Linked DNA regions of Mus musculus: region 2 is linked to region 1. Evidence: chromatin contacts called from public HiChIP or PLAC-seq data. All regions are on one chromosome and are shown on one strand. The core of a region is the stretch at or near the end of the contact, and the rest is flanking DNA. Distances in the headings are between cores, read along the strand shown.

Region 1 (7,372 bases), core at 2,741-5,240:
CGCTTTATCGGCCACTGAGTCCACACTAGTCACTCAGGAAGAAATTGGTTATTAAATAGGTGTGAAGTCAAAGAGACCAAATTAGGCATTTCTACACGATGACAAAACAAGGTTAGGAAAGATCATGGACTTCCCCCGAATGGATCACTAGGTCACTAGTAAACTAAAGTGGCACATGCCAACCAGAGTGGAATAGCTCCAATGCAGTACCTACTACCCCCAATTACAATGAAAGCTGGTAAGCCTGTTCGTCTCTCCTTCAACTCTCACAATCGAGAGGCTTTTTAAAATTACATTTTATTTAGTGTGTGTGTGTGTGTGTGTGTGTGTGTGAGCACATGAGTGCATGACACTCTAGAGAAGGTCAGAAGACAACTTTTTGGGAATCTGTTCTCCCATTCACCACGTGGATGCCAGGGGTTGAATTTATGTCACCACGTTTGGCAGTAAAGGGTCTTTACTCATGAGTTATCTTGCCAGTCCGGGAGGTTTTTATATGTAACCAGTATGCCCACAACTGTCCTTTTATAAATAAAGCAAATCTCTTGGAAGGTGGTACGCTTTAATGTTTTCCTTTATTTTTCATCTGTGCTGTGATTCCAGTCATGGAAAGTTGAATGAAGAAGAGCTGCTGTCACAGATAATGGTGGCTTTTGAGTAAGTGAAACCAGCGCTTATTCCTATCGTGTAAACGGGGCACTTTAGCGATATAGAACATAGACTCACAAAACTGTGAAGAGGATGAGCAAATCTGTGCTAGCCCAGTGTGGTGGAATTACAAACCGGAAGAGCAGCGCTCACCTCGTCCGAGGCCAGGTATACGCAGAGCAGAGCGACCTCTTCGGCCGACGCAAACCTTCCCGTCTTTTGTCTGTTTAGGAAAGTTTTCAGTGCCTGTGACCAGAGACAGTTCCATACAAGAGATGTCAGCTGGCACACGTGTGCCCTTGTAACATCCTCAAGGGGCTTGGGGTCAGAGGAACCTACGGAGGGACTAGGGCCATCATCCGAAGTTGCTTTTAAATTTCCAGCCATGTTACCCGAACTAGTCATGATACACTGACATCCATGGATACTGTGATACGTAAGAAAGCCTCGAGGGCTGGCTGTGGGGTCGCACAGTTTTAGTTCCAGTGCTTGGAAGGCAGAGGTAGTGGATCTGTGAGTCTGAGGTCAGCCTGGTCTACAGAGTACATTCCAGGAGAGCAAGAGCTACACAGAGAAATCTCGCATTGAAAAGCCAAAAACCAAAACAAGAACAAAATAAACAAAACCAGAAAGCCACTAGGAATGCCCACTGTGGTCACAGCCGGTGCACGATTGTAATACCAGCATGGGGAGCTGAGGGGGAGACACAAATCACAGCCGACGTGGGCTACAGAAGACGTCTCTCTATCTCCTACAAGCAATGTACTCACAGACATAAGATATTAAACTGACCATCTCGGCCATTCTAAGTGCACAGCTCAGGGGTAAGAAGTACAAAACACTTAGTGCTGTCAGCTGCAAGCTCCTTGGTACTACTTCTCATCTCGCAAAATGAAAATCTCCACCGGGCAAGCAGCAACTTCCCCCTCCCTCAGGCCTTGGCAGCCACCTCCTTCTTTTCTCTCTAGATTCATAGATCTATGAATCTGTCTGGATAAGGAACAGGGCATTTAAATTTTTTTTTTTAATTTTAGCCAAAAGGTTGGAACACTTTCAAACTGCTAGATATATGTACCTCTTTGGGATTGTCTCTGGCTTGTATTCTTTCTTGCAGAGATGGGGTGTCAACCGTTCCTAAACCAAAGGAGACAGTCACTGTGGTTACTTCAATTGAAAGGGGAATTAAACCTTAAACTCCTTTTCCACACGATAAGCAAGCAGTGAAATCTTTGTCCTTTCTCTTAAATGACACTCTGAGCTCTACCTGCCTGACCACTAAGTGTCATCAAAACACACACACACACACACACACACACACACACACACACACACTCACACACACACACCCTAGTGGTTCTGTGACAGCAGGCTGGGACTCTGGGTGAATTAACCCGCTCTCTCAGTGACGCACAGTCATGCTATGTTTGCTTGATGATTTATAGATCTGTAAGTATCTTTGCCTTATCTCAGCTAGACCCCATGGGAGCCCAGAGACGTAGAAAACAGCACGTCTGAGCTTCAGCAGTCTGCTGTAAGGATTGCAAACCATTCTGCTCTGTTGCCAAGTTCACCACGGGGATCCTGGCCTCAAGTTCACGGTTGCCATAGACTTAACCTATCTGCATGCTTCTACTGGTTTCAGTTTTAAACTATTGTTAAAAGTTCTAATAAAAACATAATTTGTTTTTCTTAAGAAGGAAAAATAAGGGCTGGAAAGATGGCTCAGCGGCTAAGAGCACTGACTGCTCTTCCAGAGGTCCTGAGTTCAAATCCCAGCAACCACATGGTGGCTCACAACCTTTTGTAATGAGATCTGACACCCTCTTCTGGTGTGTCTGAAGACAGCTACAGTGTACTTAGATATAATAAATAAATCTTTGGGCAGGAGCGAGCAGTGTAGGAGTGAGTGGGGCCGGAGGGAGTGGAGGTCCTGAGTTCAATTACCAGCAACCCCATGATGGCTCACAACCATCTGTACAGCTACAGTGTACTCATATACATAAAATCAATCAATCAATCAATCAATCAATCAATCTTTTTTTTTTCAAAGGAGGAAAAATAAGCAGGATTAAAAAGTTAAAACCCATTAAGTACCCAAGCCTATATAGTTGTCTGGACTTTCCCCCTAACTCATGTAATCCAAAAGCTCTCTGTAGAAACCTGGATTTTTGTTTTGTTTGCAAGATAACAGTGCTCTGGGGTATCGATTGGTCTCTCTGTGGGTGTAAAATAATTTTTTTAAGTATAGAATAGAGTTTATTTAGGACATGGGAAGGGGAATTGAGAAGGGAATAGAGACAGAGAAGGGGGGGCTGGCCAGGAACATACTGGGGAGGGAGAGGGAGAGGGAGAGGGAGAGGGAGAGGGAGAGGGAGAGGGAGAGGGAGAGGGAGAGGGAGAAGGAGAGGGAGAGGGAGAAGGAGAAGGAGAAAGGAGTCAGGGAAGGGAGAATAAGAGGTAAAACAAACTTTTAAAGACACCTCTTACCTTTGTCGGTAGACCACACAATTGAGAAAGCCACACATAGATCTCGTCTCTGTTCTGAAAATGTTTCCTAATTTTTTTTATCATTTGTCATTTTTCTGGAGATGGAGTATCTTCCATATCAGATCCTGCCCTGTGTAGAATCTTTTCCTTAGGTTCTCCATCACACACACACACACACACACACACACACACACACACACCCTGCCACACACAGGCAGCACTTTCAGCTGATACAACTCTCCCTGTCAGCAACAGTCTGAATCTCCCCATTACTGCAGAAGAGACATCCACTTACCCAATTTACAAAATTTTGCTCCCCCATTTTGCTTGTCAATCGCCTACTAAAAGTCCAAACTTTTCTCAGCCCATGTTCACCTTGAGCTGACCATAGCAGTCCTCAAAACCCTACAACTGTAAGTGCTGAGTGGGTGTCACAGTTTACATGTGGCTGGCAGTGGTAAATACTAAATGAAAGCTAGTGTGAGCCCATGTCCTGGTGTCTGCTGTGCCACGTCTACATGTCTGGCTGGAGATAGTGACTCACAACCATTGGCACTAACCCAGACACTCATTCACTCCTCTGCATCAGGGATGGCCTCCGTGACTCACAGCTAGTTCCTCGTTCTAGAGTTTGATTTTCCAAGTCCTATGAAAGTTCTAGCTGTGAAAACAACCACATATTCTAGATCTTCTGCCTTTTTTTTTCCCCTGATGGCCAGTGCCACAAAGGTCAGGTGTAGTCAAGTGTAGACAGTGAATGTCCTTTTTCTCAATATCACTTGTGGCTGAATCTCCACCCAAAGAGAAATGGGACAGAGTATCCCAATCTCTGTAGTGCAGGCCTGGCTGACAGTTAATGGCTTCCCCTGAGTAAGTCTGTGGTTCCCAACCTGAGAATCAAATAGAATCTTCTATAGGACTTCCCAAAGGACACACAGCTTTCCTATCAACACATCCCCTCAATGTTGGCATGCCCATCTGGTAGATCACCTCAACTCTGGCAGTGGACTATTGAACACCTTAGTAGAACTAGGCAATGGTGGTCCATGAATTTAATCCCAGCACTCTAGAAGCAGAGGCAGGCAGATCTTTGTGAGTTCAAGGCCAGCCTGGTCTACAGAGCAATTTCCAGGACTGCCAAGGCTACACAGAGAAACCCTTTCTGAAAACAACAACAATAAAAAGAAAAACTGACCAATCCAAAAACAAAACAAAACAAACAAACAAACAAAAAAAAACAAGCAAACAAGTAAAAAAGCAAAACAAAAAGAAAAGAAAACCTTAGTCCTAGACAGACACTACTCTTTTCAGAAGACACTAATCACCCTTGTTAGGTACCCTGTGTTTGTTTTGGGTGGGTGGAACCAGAACAAAACATACCTGGTTACCTAGAACCTATGTCATATCCACAGTTATTAAGAAAAGTGGTTTTGCTGGGTATAGTGATGCACACCTTCAACCCCAGCAGCAAGCGGGCAGAAACAGGCTGATCCCTGCGAGGTGTAGACCATCAGGTTCACACAGTGAGTTCCAGGCGGGCCGAAAACGATGGAACAACACATAAAAAGCAAAGCAGGTTTCTCTGCTTCTTCATAGAGCGATCACACTTTTTTTTTTCATAACGGTAGTTATGCTTTGCTTTGAGTCACGTGATCTGTTGAAACCTCTCCACTCTGGCAAGAAGGCGTGAGCCATCCAGGTGGGAGTGTCTCCAGGAAGTTTTACTTATAGAACAGGCCACAGCATCCTTTTGATTTCAGAGCCACTCTGGTTGTTTGGGAGTTTGGTGGACCCCTGTGTTCCCAAAGGCTCCCCCGACTTTCTGTCTGCTGTCTGCCTGCTGTCCCCTGCTGTCCCCTGCTGTCCCTGCTATCCCATGGAAATGTTCTGCTTTTCTACTCACCAAGGACAACATCACCACAGTCAACAGGTTCTAGCAAGTTTTGTTTCTCAAACTGAGTCTAAAGCATTTTGCACATGCTGGGTTTTAAACCCCTCGCTCTCTTGCGCTCTCGTCTTGCTCTCTTGTTCTCTTCTTTTTGAGACAGGGTTTCTCTGTGTAGCCCTGGCTGTCCTGGAACTCACTCTGTAGACCAGGCTGGCCTTGAACTCAGAGATCCGCCTGCCTCCTGCCTCCCAGTGCTGGGATTAAAGGCGAGCACCACCATTGTCCTGCTGTTTTAAATCTTCACATCGAGGCTTCTTCCAATTGACTTGGAACCTCTGTCCAACAAAAGCTACACTGCTCTCTTAACAAAGTCAAACCTTTAGTTTCGATGTCTGTCAGTGGTGGAAAGCAATATGGTAATTAAGCTGATGAAAATGTTTTATGGTGCCAAACAGCATGTAAGAAAGGCCAGGCTCCCACCCTCTCACCCCGGGCTCACCTGGACACACACAGTTGCATCTGATGCCCTGTTGGATGAAGTCTGCAGCCACGGACTTGGTGAGACCGATCACAGCCGCCTTGGTAGCACTGTACACACATCTGTTCTCCACCCCTGGGTGAGAGGGAACCAGGGACATTGTTTCTTTGGAAAGGAGCACAGAAGAGTGCCCCACTCAGTTTCTCACTTCTTCCCATCACCCTCCTTTTAATTTTTATTGTTTGAATTAAAAGAAAACCATTTTGAAATCAGCTTTCCCTTTGAAGAGTGAGTGACTTAGGGTCTCCTCCTATAATAGGGATAGAGACGGTTTCTGGGTGCAGAAAGTGCTACCGGTGTCGCGGAACCTAATTTGGACTTTGGTGTTGAGATATTGCTAGCGCTTTGTAGCCGTCGCCTGCTGGTCACTGTCACGGGGTTTCACTGCATCAGCTAGGAAACCCTCATTCCTTTTTAGAAACTTTGTAAGTGAAGAAGTATAAAGGCCACCTCACCTACATTCCGCTCATGTATGTTTCATATTTTATAAGAGAGAGAATGCCGTCTTGGCATTGATTTCATTTTTAAAAAAATATATGTATTTATTCCCTCTAAAGCCCAGGATTCGCTCCCCCTCCTCCCAGTACCTCCTCATACAGAGCCTCTCTCTCTCTCTCTCTCTCTCTCTCTCTCTCTCACACACACACACACACACACACACACACACACCCAGGTATCAAACTCACAAGCCCGTCAATGCCAGGCTCTGACGGCTCTCCGTTTAGTCCTAGCCCCTTCCTTGCCTTCTCTTTGAGGATCCAGATTCCTTCTTGTCTGAGTTGTAACCTCAAGGCCTGCTTGCATATGGAGCACTTTGTGCAAGCTTCTGTTAAGAACACAGAACACAGACTCTGAAGCCGAGTCTGGTACTGCACACTGCACACCTATAACCTGGCACTTCAGAAGCGGAGGTTGGAAGATCAGGAGGAATCCAAGCCAGCCTTGGCTCCAATTAGGAATCTGAGGCCAAGAGCTCCCTGAGACTATAAGAAGCACAAGATGGAATCTGTCCCCTTTTGTACTGTGAAAAGAAAAAAAAATTTTTTTTTCTTGGTCCCAAGGAGCTTTCAGCTCAGCTTGCAGTCAATATGTCACTTCGTATTACTTCAGTGATAAATTTTTTCTTCTCCTAATTCAATTTTCACTCCCATACATAGAGAAGGGATAAAAGGAAAGGCAAAGACAGTAATTTTTAAATTTAATTTGATGAGTGGAACAGCTATAACAATAGGCCTGATGACATAAACCACTTATGATCTTTCTTCCTTCCTTTTTTTTTTAAGCCATTTTGAATTTTCATGTGGGTTTCATTAACTTGTTTAAGTTTAGTTCTAAAATCCACAGCTCATGAAAGAACCGTGTGTGTGTGTGTTTGTGTTATGTGTGTGTGTATGAGTGTGTCTGTGTGTGTGTATATGTGTGTCTCTGTGTGTGTGTATGTGTGTATATGTATGTGTTATGTATGTGTGTGTGTGAGTGTGTCTGTGTGTGTGTCTCTGTGTTTGTCTGTGTGTGTCTGTGTGTGTGTGTGTATGTTTGTGTGTGTCTGTGTGTGTGTGTGTGTGTGTACTCACCCCAACCCCCACTCCGAGGAAGGGACTACTACCTTTGATGCTGGAGGCCACAGACGACATGTTGATAATGTTGCCTGACTTCTGAGCAAGCATCTGCCAAGACAAGGAACAGTCATGTGCATCCTGCTGGCTGAAATACTCACTCACTGGCACACTTACATCGACCCCTAGCCACCTAGACCCTTTTCTTTCTTTAGTTTTCCCTTTCTTTTTGGAGACAGGCTCTTAAACTACAGC
Region 2 (7,170 bases), core at 479-2,978, 1.3 Mb before region 1:
CTAAAGTCCAACCATAACAACAGTTAAAACGATAATATTTATATTACATGTGTCATTTTGATATTTTAAAAGGAGGCTAAGTATTTTATCCATTCCCCAGGGTTCCTGTTTACCCCCAACTGAATTCTGCTTCTGGACTCAGGGAGGTTAGATTTAGAACCAGGTTTCACCAAACGCTTCTCATTTTGGACATCCACATGTTTTCGCATTTATAATTTAATATATTTTTAGTTTTACTAAAAATAGGTTTTAATATACTCTGATTATGGTTTCCCCTTCTCCAACTCTCTAAGATCTTCCCTACCTCCCCTCCCATCAGATTTCATAACTTCCCTGTCTCCCATTAGAAAATAAACAGGCATCTAAATAATATTAAAATAATATACATTAAAATAACAACAAAGTACCCCAAACTGGAATAAAACAAAACTAACAAACACATATTTGTACATAGATTAGATCCCATAAAAATCACCAACCTTGAAGCCATCATATTTATGCAAAGGACCTCCAAGGTGGGAAGGCCCTGACAAAATATGAGACAATGAAGCTCCACTGGCTTTCTTTTGCGTTGTGGGTCATCAGTTGCTGGGCATAGAGCCTACATTTAAGAGTAGCTTGAAATCCCAGTGAGACTCCACTGGAGAGAAGCAATTTTTCCCTCTCACCTTGACTCTTTTCTTTATTCTCCTGTATTCTACCGGGAAATTCTGATTAGTAATTTAGTTACTTAGCAACTAAGCAACTAGCTCCCAGCTCCTCTCTGGTTGACAATGGTGGCATTTTAACGTTTCAGTCACTCATGCTTCCTCCAGGAAATAAGCTAGGATCAGGAGAGAACTCAAGGCTGCCATCCCCAGCACTCCTTGGCAGTGTGTTCCGACATGATTCTTGGGAGTGCTGACATGAATATTTTATGTGCAACCATTTGTGAGACCCGAGATAGCAGAAGTTCTGTTTTGGTGTGTATCCCTCTCTCTGGACTCCGAACAAACCCTAAGGCTCCTTTACCGGTGGGATGTGATGGAGGAATGCTAGGGAAACCTCACTGGAAGGTTTGCTTCCTTCCTGTTCAGATGCCTGCCATTGGAAAATGTTCTCCAGGAAGCTGGCTGAACCATGGAAACAGATCAAGATACATGCAGGTGCTGTGGGTGAAAACTGCAGTAAGCCCCTGCCAAAGTGAATACCCACTGCCAGCCATCTAGGATGTTCTAGCTTAGTCCAGCATTAAGGGGGAAGAGAGCCTCATTAAGCAATAGAATGGTGAGAAAAAATGCGATGGTGCTTCAGGCCATTACGTTTAATGGTACTTGACTGCTACAAATAGATTACATGAAAGGAAAGATGTATTCAGCTTATGTGCTGAATATATTTTTGTCAATGTGACACAAACTTGCATTATCTGGGAAGAGGGGACCTTGGCTATGAAAATGCTTGCATCAAATTGGACTATAGGGAGGTGCATGTGTGTGTGTGTGTGTGTGTGTGTGTGTGGGAGGGCAAGTTTCTTAAGTAATGCTTGATGTGGGCAGGCACATTGTAGGTAGTGCCACCCTGGGCCGTCATCCAAGGAGGTAGAAGAAAAGGAGCTTAATGTGGCGAGCTGGAGGAGAAAGCCAGTAAGCAGCATTCCTTCATAGCCTTTGTTCCAGTTCCTGCCTCTGAGTTCCTGCCCTGACTCACCTCTATGACTAACCATGATCAGAACTTGTAAACATAACAAGCACTTCCCTTCCTAAGTGGCTTTGGGTTGGGTTTGTCGTAGAAACTAAAAGCAAAGGAAGATAGTGTGTAGAAAGAACTGACTGTCAAAATGAGGAGAGCCAACCAATGAGCCTTGTCAGCACAGACCTTGGTGTGAATGGGCTTATGTTGGATGAGGCTCAGCATCCCTTCCCTTTTGGGGGGTTACTAACTGACTGCTCTATCTCTCTCATCTCCTCTCACTATAACATCCATGTTAAAAGCTCACAGGTCAGACAAAGAAGCCTCCTGAATTCTGTTCTGTTTCCTGAGTCTGTACTGGGGCTGGTTGGCCAAAGCTCCCCCTAAGGATTTTCCTTATCTGGAATCTTCTTTAAGACACAGGAGTCCCTTAGGACACTGGCAAAGTGGCTATAGTAGACCTTGACCTAGATACTCATCATCTAGCATTTTTTGTGTCTCCCTGCCACACCTCAGCCTCTTTTGACTGGACCATACAGATAAATATAAAGGTCTCTGCTCATTTCCCCACTACCATAGAGCTTAGTGGAAGGTTGCAGTTAATCATGGTGTATTTATCTCTTCCCCTAACTTCTTGCTAAAAATCATAATCTTCACCAAAACAAACAGAACCCTCCTGTAGGACAGAACATTGAAGACTATGATCAACAGATTTCTTCTAGCTTCAATTAACTACGAGCCTGGCTGTGTTGTATCCTCTAACCTATGGCCATGCTATTAGTTCACCAACTAGTTCACTGAGCTGACTTTGTATCATCATCTACTTCCAATCTTCATATGGTGTGAGGCTTGGTTTCAGACACAGACTGAGCAACAGAATATTTGCAAGTCTGAGATTTGCACAGTGGTAGATGTATTTCTGTTAATGGTCCCAATTCCTTCAATGTTCTAACTGAACCTCCAGTAATTTCTTGACAGTTTCATGCTGTTCAGCTAGTGTTGTCATCTTACTTTATATAAAAAACTGGGTTTTAATGCTTTATTACTTTGCAAAGTCTGAATCTGGCTAAATTGGATATAAAGTATCCTCACAGTTTTTATAGCTTGATTTCTACTTAGTTCTGGGATTGCCACAATATTCTCTAGTACCCAAGATCTAAGGCTGCCTCTTCCTAATGTGCTCTCTGTGCCCATTTCACATCAGTGTAATTCATTCCTCCATCTAGATTTGGGGTTTATAGCATCACTTTGACAATAGTGCGAAAGAAATGATCCCTCTATACTGTGAAACCCTCACTTTTTCTAATCATCTCTTCTTGTCCTGGAGCAGTCTGTCTCTCAGTAGTTATGTAGAATCCATTCTATATTTGTTCACTGACAATTTGACATCTTTATTATATCAGTTGGTTATGAACAAAAGAAATTATGGGCAAAATGGAGCTTGTTTGGCTAAATTTCCCTGGTCTTTCAGCAAAACACTGAACGAATGCTGCGCCTGTCTCAGATGGGCAGAGGTTGTACTGGATGCTCATCTGATGCTAGGGCTCTGCTTCATGTTCTTGTTCTCCCTCTGGAATGTGCACTTGAAGAATGGATTTTAAGGACCAAATCAAAGGGTGCCAATCTTCCTGTGCTTTTCAACTAGTTTCAATGTTAGGGACACATTGGTGAGAAACCAAAGAAAAGTAAGTAGTCCCTGGTGTTCTTGCCACTTTCTTCTTCTCTTTCATCACTTCTTCAATATGATTTTTGTCATGGCCTTGTTCCTATGTCAAATGTCATAGGTGTTGAAATGTTGTTTTCGCAGAGAGTGTGTATCGTGACTATTCTTTGTGGTTTTCCTTCTCCAGCAGTTACAGTGGCTCATTATTCATTCTGCCTTGGGACTTTGGAGCTAACCATTTTTGTTTCTTTTCAATTCACCTGTGGTTTGTAAATAACTCTTTAATTAAATTGTCATTGATCACTCCTAACATAACACCTGTTATCTGCTAAGAATCATAAGGCCTAAAACTCCAAGTATTTATTTAGTAAACTTCAATTTTCAGAATAGAGAGAAATTTAGAAACATATAGCCCACAGATGTTAGAGCTATCGTGTTTGGATTTAAATAGCACTTTAGACAATGTGCTAGTCTGACAGTAAATAGCGCAACATGCTAAAGTTACATGTCTATTAGTCAGTAAGACTTGGAGTCCCAGTGTTCAGGTTTGCTTTGTTGCTGTGACAAACACCATGATGGAAAACAAACTGAGGAGGAAGAGATTTTGGCTTTCACTTTATAGTCCCTCTTCAAGCAAAGCTGAAACAGGAACTCAAGGCAGGAGCTGAAGCAGAGGCCATAGAAAAATATTGCCTATGGACTAGCTCCTCATGGCTTGCTCAGCCTTCTGCTTTATTAAACCCAGTCCCACTTTCTCATGGGTGTCACCATCCACCTTGAGTGGAGTCCTCCATCTTCAACCAAAAATAAAACATATGCTGCACAGATTGTCCTGTAAGCCAACCTCATGGAAGCAATTCTTCAGTTGACACCCCCTCTTCACAGACAACTCCTTAATCTCATGTGACATCAAATAGTTTCTTTTTTCTTAGTTTCCACATTTCACTGGTGTTTATGATCAGACTGTAACTTTGTTTTTCTATGTTGAAGAATTTCTTTCTACTTTCTTTTGCCTCTGGATTTCAGGGTGTTCTTACCACTGTCTGTATATCTATATTTTTCAAATTTAGTTTACAATTCTATATTTAGGACATTTAACAACTAATAAGTGTATATATATATATATACATACATATATATACATATATATATATATATATACATATATATGTGTGTGTGTGTGTATACATATATGCTGTGAACAGCTTTTATCATCAAAATATGTAATTTTATCTCAATCAGTATAATTGATCAAGGAGGAAATTTTGGTTAACATGACAAAACCAAATTACACTGTGTGTGCATGCATGTGTGTATGCGTGCATGTGCTGATATGTGTATGCCTATCAGGTGGAGGCCCATTTGCTGCAATTCCAGGTTTCCTGTTGTATTTTATGATTTGAAATTCACAGGATTCCTGCAGAAGAGAGTTCAGCTTGATGGAAGCAATACTTCCTTGGGAATTATTGTTGTGTTTTTTTTTATTGGATATTTATTTAATCTACATTTCCATTGCTATCCCAAAAGTCCCTCACACCCTCCCCCACCCACTCCCCCACCCACCCACTCCCACTTCTTGGCCCTGTCGTTCCCCTGTACTGAGGCATATAAAGTTTGCACGACTAATGGGCCTCTCTTTCTACTGATGGCTGACTAGGCCATTTTCTGATTCATATGCAGCTAGAGACACAAGCTCCAGGGGGCACTGGTTAGTTCATATTGTTGCTCCACCTATAGGATTGCAGATCCCTTTAGCTCCTTGGGTACTTTCTCTAGCTCCTCCATTGGGGGCCCTGTGGTCCATCAAAAAGCTGACTGTGAGCATCCACTTCTGTGTTTGCTAGGCCCCGGCATAGTCTCACAAGAGACAGCTCTATCTGGGTCCTTTCCCAGATACAAATGTCTTTTAGGTTTGCTGAGGGATTATCTTCTTGCTTTTTCTAGGACGTGGTTTCAGTTCTTGTATTGTTTTTTTTCTGTTATTATCCTTTGAAGTGCGGGATTAGTGGAAAGATAATGTGTGAACTTGGTTCTGTCATGGAATACTTTCGTTTTTCTATCTAACGTAATTGAAAGTTTGGCTGGGTATAGTAGCCTGGGCTGGCATTTGTGTTCTCTTAGTGTCGTATAACATCTGTCCAGGCTCTTCTGGCTTTCATAGTCTCTGGTGAAAAATCTGGTGTAATTTTGATAGGCTTGTCTTTATATGTTACTTGACCTTTTTCCCTTACTGCTTTTAATATTCTATCTTTATTTAGTGCATTTGTTGTTCTTATTATTATGTGTTGGGAGGAATTTTTTTCTGGTCCAGTCTATTTGGAGTTCTGTAGGCTTCTTGTATTTTCATGGGCATCTCTTTCTTTAGGTTTGGGAAGTTTTTTCTTCTATAATTTTGTTGAAGATATTTGCTGGCCTTTTGAGTTGAAAATCTTCATTCTCATCTACTCCTATTATCTGTAGGTTTGGTCTTCTCATTTTGTCCTGGATTTCCTGGATGTTTTGAGTTAGGATCTTTTTGTATTTTCCATTTTCTTTGATTATTGTGCCGATGTTCTCTATAGAATCTTCTGCAACTGAGATTCTCTCTTCCATCTCTTGTATTCTGTTGCTGATGCTTCCATCTATGTTTCCAGATTTCTTTCATAGGATTACTATCTCCAGCGTTGCCTCACTTTGGGTTTTCTTTATTGTGTATACTTCCCTTTTTAGGTCTTGGATGGTTTTATTCAATTCCATCACCTGTTTGGTTGTGTTTTCCTGTAATTCTTTAAGTGATTTTTGTGCTTCCACTTTAAGGTCTTCTACCTGTTTAGCAGTGTTCTCCTGTATGTCTTTAAGTGAGTTATTAAAGTCCTTCTTGATATCCTCTACCATCATAATGAGATATGTTTTTAAGTCCAGGTCTAGCCTTTCGGATGTGTTGGGGTGCCCTGGACTGGGCGAAGTGGGAGTGCTGGGTTCTGATGATGGTGAGTGGTCTTGGTTTCTGTTAGTAAGATTCTTACGTTTACCTTTTGCCATCTGGTAATCTCTGGAGTTAGTTGTTATAGTTGTCTTTGGTTAGAGATTGTTCCTCTGGTGATTCTGTTAGCCTCTATCAGCAGACCAGGGAGACTAGCTCTCTCCTCTGAGTTTCAATGGTCAGAGCACTCTCTCTGCAGGCAAGCTCTCCTCTTACAGGGAAGGTGCACAGATATCTGGCGTTTGGACCTCCCTCCTGGCCGAAGATGAAGGCCCAAAACAGCACCTGCCCCAGAAGCTGTGTTGCTTTGGCCTGTCACAGAAGCTGTTAGTTTCTGTAGTCCACACTCTCACCTGTGCAGACTACTTTTGGTGGAATCTCGGAACCAAGATGTCTCCTGCCAATGCTGAGGCAAAGCCCTCCAGGGCTGGGCAGACACCTATCCTCTGGCCTAAAAGGTGCTCGGATGTCTGGAGCCTGAAAAGGGGGCTGCCTTAGAAGCTCTGTGGCTCCTGCCTGTCCCAGAAGCTGTTAGCTTCTGTAGTACACACTCTCACCTGTGCAGATTATTTTTGGAGGATTCCCGGATCCAAGATGGCTCCTGCCGATTCTGAGGCAAAGCCCTCCCAGGCCGGGCAGACACCTATCCTCTGTGTTTTCTTTTTCTGATAGTTTTCTTAAATATTTTACTCCATCTCTTCAGAAAAGATTATGTGTAGGGCTGAGATAATAGCTTACTATAAACTGCTTGCTATGCAAACATAAGGAATTTAGTTTAGACCCCCAGAACCTATAGGTGTAATGTTCTGTGCCTGTCATTGAGGGTTTGAAAAAAGTCGCTGGAGAAACTCTAGAACACATTGGCCAGCTAGACTTG

What was found. HiChIP or PLAC-seq counts read pairs in DNA pulled down with a chosen protein or histone mark.
Region 2: a contact with region 1 is called in a FOXA1 HiChIP or PLAC-seq map of pancreatic cancer cells. The contact joins two enhancer-like sites. A contact is called at or near these places in 3 of 39 promoter capture datasets (the 3T3-L1 cell line, hippocampal neurons and pre-B cells), 1 of 115 datasets of contacts at active chromatin or transcription factors (pancreatic cancer cells) and 1 of 9 other capture datasets (liver).

Annotation. Positions count from the first base shown.
Region 1 is chr3:135,295,084-135,302,455 of GRCm38.p6, reverse strand. It overlaps Bdh2 (3-hydroxybutyrate dehydrogenase, type 2), which reads right to left. Exons shown (of 10, transcript NM_001172055.1): 6 at 7,168-7,228; 7 at 5,523-5,636; 8 at 1,724-1,782; 9 at 802-894. All of the region lies in intron 1 of Gm46826 (a long non-coding RNA gene), which reads left to right. Among named protein-coding and RNA genes, the nearest start is that of Slc9b2, 8.9 kb to the left of the region's middle. Within about 2 kb of position 3,990, at least 81 of the 459 cell types and tissues checked have an H3K27ac peak or open chromatin away from gene starts, as enhancers often do. A contact at or near this core is called in pancreatic cancer cells, where this site is marked.
Region 2 is chr3:136,572,734-136,579,903 of GRCm38.p6, reverse strand. No RefSeq gene overlaps it. Among named protein-coding and RNA genes, the nearest start is that of Ppp3ca, 94 kb to the left of the region's middle. Within about 2 kb of position 1,728, at least 16 of the 459 cell types and tissues checked have an H3K27ac peak or open chromatin away from gene starts, as enhancers often do. A contact at or near this core is called in pancreatic cancer cells, where this site is marked.